Regions from separate parts of the Gossypium hirsutum genome. Here region 2 is linked to region 1. A link is a contact called in public Hi-C data. All regions are on one chromosome and are shown on one strand. Each heading gives the region's core, a stretch centred on a gene start, on an enhancer-like site or on the middle of the called end of the contact. The rest is flanking DNA. Distances are from core to core; before and after follow the strand shown. Region 1 holds the start of LOC121229075 (40S ribosomal protein S19-3). Region 2 holds the start of LOC107916901.

Region 1 (2,700 bases), core at 8-2,507:
AGTTTCTTAAACAGATGAGTGCTTATGTACATGTTAAACATTACCTTCAGATGAATTTAAATCAGTGTATTTGTTTCTTGTTTTAGAAAAGAAGATATATGCTTCAACATTCTACATTTCACAATCCATTGTCATAAACCACATAACTACGCTACTCGTACTCGAGTGAATCCGTCATGGATATTTGCAACATTTTTAAGTTAAATATATTCAAACAATACATCTCTCTACCCAGTCTGCATGTCACAAATATTGAGCACATGTAGACAAATAAAGTATTTAAGAGTAACACTGGCTTAGATTATTACGGGGATTTCAAGTATACACCTACATGCTTCAAAAAAAACACATACTATAAGTAATTTTTTGAAACAATGGGTTAGAGAAGAATTGTCTATCTAACTTTCTGAATAAGGAATGATACAATCATGAATTGTTTCCTCGTTTACATTCGTTGTTAGGGGTGAACTATAATAATACCAAAAAACGAATAATTCCAGTAGCAATCATATTATTGAAAATAAAAAAAAACAACAATGGTAGTAAAGAAAACTCACCCTTTAGGATCAATATCAATGATGTTCACATTCTGCAATTGCTGAAGAATGTGACGGGCAACAGATCCACTACTCTTGCAGAAATGGCGTGGGCGACTTCCATTTCTCTTAGCCCCTCCATAAATCCTCCTAAAGGCACCAACACCTAGACCTCCCCTCAAGTATATCTTCCTTGCCATGGAAGCTACAAAAACAAGAGATAACGATGATTAGAGCATAAATATGCATACAATGCCGTATCAGCGTTGGCCTGACAAAGCTATAAAACACATACCAGCTCTGATATAGTACCAATCTGGATCGTAGGGAGGAAGTTCCTTGAGTTTACCAGTCTTCACAATATCAGTCCATGAAGGAAGCTCGATCTATTTTTTTTTTAAAAATAAGTCAGATTAAGGAAAATTAATCCTTTTTAAGTAAGAAAACAATCAAAGATATCCAAATTTGCAGGTAGAGCCCTTATACATGAAAATATTATATCCCTAAGAAATAAAATGAAGAAAGCGAGAAAAGCAGAGCACCTTGCCGGAACGCTTGAGATGGGCGGCGTAAGCCTTGACGAAGTCATGAGGGGAAACGTCCTTAACAGTTCTGGCTGCCTCCATTTTCTCTGCTTATCTGACTGTCTGCTCCGTTTGCTGTTTGCGAAATAGGCTTGCAGCGGCACCAGACGGAGATAATATATATACAAGATTTCAAAGGAACTAGGGTTTATGCTGTATTTATAGTGCCTCTCTTTCGTCAATTACCAAAATAGCCCCCTCATGGGTCTGACTCAGATCCAAACCAAACCCATACATACCATACACATCCAAATCAGTAGTGTCCAATCCATGTATACACCCAAATCCCACCCAAACCAATATATTACTTCTAAATTCTTTCATTTATATCAACTATATTACCTCAATTATACCTAAATATATATATATAATTTAGTTATTAATATTTTTGAGATTATATTTTTAGTCACTTCATTATTAAATGGCTAACGAAGGCACTTTTTTAATTGGAATAAAAAAAATTAGTCCTTATTTTTTTATATTTTTTTGCTAATTTGATATTGATTCTATAAAAAATAATATAATATTTGAAATTCTTTTTAAAAATTTATAAAAATACATTAAATAAATCATTAAATAATAAAGTGAGGGAAAATTATTTTTGAACCCTTCGAAATTTCTCTCTTTGTATTATCTGTTTAGAAATATTCAATATTTATTCTTTAAAAAACATAAAACTATATTATAAAAATATTCAATACCCATTCTTTAAAAACATGAAAAAATAGAAACATTAAGTAAAATTAATGGTCTTTGTTTTTTACCTCTTCTATTTTTTTACAAAACTTTTTCATTATAAGAAAAGGAAAAAAATTGGAATATAGTTTGCTTTTACTATTTCGATTTTGAAAATGATTTAAATGAATTGAAATTTTGAATTGAGTTCGAAAAAGAAATTTTTGTAATATATTTTATATTTTTCGCTAAAAATAGCATTAGAGTCGATTTCACAAGTATCCGGGATATCAATTCTAGAATTTAAGGCTTATTCTACATCACCCAATTCATCATTTTCTTATTCTCTGACGTATTAATTCTTCAGCAACAATACTTTTGAGATTTTGATATTTTTAGAATTTTTATATTGACTTTTTTAATTTTTATTGAACAATTTTGTTTTTTATATAAATTTATATAGAATCAAAGTCAACTTGACAAAAAGAATAAAATGTGAAGACTAAAATTATTATTATACCAACTAAAAAGCTGTCATCATTAGTCACTTAACAGTCAAGTGACAGAAAAATAATTTTGAAAACTTTAGTAACTGAATTGTAACTTTTTTTTAATTAAGTGACCAAAACAAAAATTTACCCATAATTAAGTGACTAATGTTGTGGCTTACCCTAAATTCTTTAACTAAACAAATGTAACGCCTCAAAATTCTTATTCTTGTTTTTGCTAAAATGTTATATAATTGTGTATTTTCTTTAGTAGTTAAGTGTTTTAGATGTGTGTGTGAGGTCCCAAGTTCAAGCCTGGTAGTGGGCAAATTTGTTATTTTTGGAATTAAGCCCTATCTCTGTTTAGCGGGTTTATATTTAGTTATTTGTAATTTTATAATAGAATGGGCCTATTGG
Region 2 (2,700 bases), core at 143-2,642, 280 kb after region 1:
TTTAAAGCTCTAATTCCATTCCAAATCATCATATACTTCCAGCACATATTCATAGCAACTTTCAATGTCTTTCATAGAATAAAAAACTAATGAATTCAACAAGTGGACCTAGTTGTAAAAGTCACAAAAACACAAAAATTTTAAGAAATAATCAAGAATTGAACTTACTTGAAGTAAAAATATGAAAAAACAGCTTAAGGGAACTCTTTCATGGTGTTTTTGCTGATGAGAATGCAGAAAAATAAAGAGAAATCTAGATAATTCCACTTTAGTCCTAGCTTTATTAAGTAAAATTTTCAATTTTCCAATTTTACCCTTAATTCTCCTTATTTTCTTGCTGATTTCATGCCCTTTCCTCAAGGTCTATTTTCCTTTTAAACCCTCTTTCTTTTATCATTTAAGCTATTTAATCATTTCCCATAATTTTACATTTGATACAATTTAGTCCTTTTTGTTCAATTAACTATCAGAACTTTAAAATTTCTTGACGAAACTTTAATAATAACTTATTAACACTCTATAAATATTTATAAAAGTATTTATGGCTCTATTTAAAATTCTCGAGTTCTCGATACCTCGTTTTCGATTCTAATTATTTTAATATTTATTTTTAGTACACTATTCACTATTTCAAAATTTTTCCTAACTTCACATTTAACTTATACTCACTAAATTAATAATATTTCCTACTCATTTGTCGGATTTAGTGATCTTGAATCACTGTTCCGACACCGCTGAAAATTAAGCTGTTACAATAATAGATGAACTATTTGACCTCTAGAGAAATGATTGTATAAAACAATAACGCCTCATCATCTGAAACCCTTTTTCCAATAGTTCAATGTCATATCAATATTTTCATCCTGAAAAAAAAATCAAATCCAAAGTAAAATATTGAAATTCATAATGAAATTGCTGATGTGGCATAAAACTATTAGAAAAAGGGATAATCTATGTTTCATACAATCCAAAGGGATAATCTATGTTTCATACAATCCTTTCTCATTGCAATAAAAAGATTAAATTATCTCAAACAATATAACTTATTTTAATTACAAAAAAGGCATTTCTATAATTTCCTTAATTAAGTTGGTGACCTAGTTGAGGGTGATATAAACTCAGTAAAACACTTAATAAATAGTATAAATATTATTAAATTTAATTATGATAATCGAGTTTTAATTTAGTAATGCATTTAAATGTAAAAAAAGTATAAAAAATAATATTAATGTATCAAAATTTATTACAGTATAAAAATTAAAAATAAACTAAAATATACAAAGATAAAAATTATCTTTTATAAATTAAAACTATCTTTCCTTTCAGTTTCTTTTTTTTTGAAGTAAAATCGAAAATACATTAAATCAGAGGATATGTGGTATAGTGATCAAAGATTTAAAATCACCAGCTGTCTAACAACTATCAATAGCGTATTTGTAACTGAGGCGGTGCCTTGGGTTTACCTAAAATTAAAGGAAAAAGAAGAAAAACTAAAAGAAAATGAAACGCCTTTGATAAGACCCTAAATCAATGCAAAAACTTAAGTATGCCAAAAAAAACCTAAACCCTATCATCAATTAGAGTCACATTTCCTTTTCTTCGCATTCTGTAGTTATGGTGGAATATACTGGTTGTGCCTTTTCTTCACTGCAAAGATTCTCATTTAAAGTGCTTTTACCAGATTTCTCCTAAATTTGAGTTCATCAGATAATGTTGAGGACATGCGTGTTTATGTTGCAACCCCGAACTCAGACAAAATGTCCATATTCTACCGATTCTAGAGCCTTCTTTGGTCATTGGCGATGATGGGTTCAATCTCCATCGGTACTTCTTCAACCCAACAGGATGGATTATCCAAATTGTATCCTCGACTAGTAAAGGCATGCGCTGCTTCATTTGTCTTTCGAGGGGTATATTCAAGGGATAAGGTAATAAATTTGATTTTTTTCCTTTGGATTTCACTAATGATGTTGCCAATCACTGATCTATCCACTAAATCTGACTTAAGCTTTTTAATGACTGTAAGGGTATCACCTTCGACAACCATATCTCGAAAATCCATTTCTTCCCCAAAAATGACTGCTTGTAGACATGCCTTCGATTCCGCAGTGGTCAGATCCCCTGTCCTTCCTATTGGGTAAGAACATGCTCTCATAACAAATCCTTCATGGTTTCTTATAATAACTCCCGCAGTTGCTGTCATGTCTTGTTGCAAATATGTTGAGTCAAAATTGGCTTTGACCTGTCCTTCCATGGGGGGTCTCCAAAACATCTCTCTTGGAATGAGTCTGGTTTCTGTTGATGATTTAACTTGCTCTAACTCCCTTAAATAAGCTTTAATAAAACCGATAACCTCTTGTACCCTTTCCTTTTTTCCTTCATGATAAATTCTATTTTGTTGTACCATATTGCCCAATTAGTAATTGCCATGACTGTGCATACTTTAGTATTATTCGTGTGGAAGAAAAATGCTGACCATTATTTCCATATATGTCTTGCGTTTGATTGCGAGGTGTCCAACCCAACTTCTTGTAGGACCTGTTTTGTGAATTCACAATCTCGAAAAATGTGTTCCATGGTTTCTTCTTCAATTGAGTAGATTGGGCATGCAACATCATTCCTTAGTCTTCGAAATTTAAGAGTACTAAGCTCGGAAGAAAATTATTGACCTCCCTCCATAGATGTATTTTTATTTTACTT

What was found. A called contact is a pair of places that touch in the nucleus more often than the background predicts.
Region 2: a contact with region 1 is called in a Hi-C map of leaf, with 2.0 times the contacts expected there. The contact joins the promoter of LOC107916901 here to the promoter of LOC121229075 in region 1. A contact is called at or near these places in 3 of 34 Hi-C or Micro-C datasets (all in leaf).

What each region holds. Positions count from the first base shown.
Region 1 is chrA01:17,383,464-17,386,163 of Gossypium_hirsutum_v2.1, forward strand. It overlaps LOC121229075 (40S ribosomal protein S19-3), which reads right to left and starts at 1,258. Exons shown (of 4, transcript XM_041112308.1): 1 at 1,079-1,258; 2 at 832-922; 3 at 558-741. The coding sequence starts at 1,162.
Region 2 is chrA01:17,663,453-17,666,152 of Gossypium_hirsutum_v2.1, forward strand. LOC107916901 reads left to right here and starts at 1,393. Exons shown (of 6, transcript XM_041112818.1): 1 at 1,393-1,928; 2 at 2,027-2,137. The coding sequence starts at 2,076.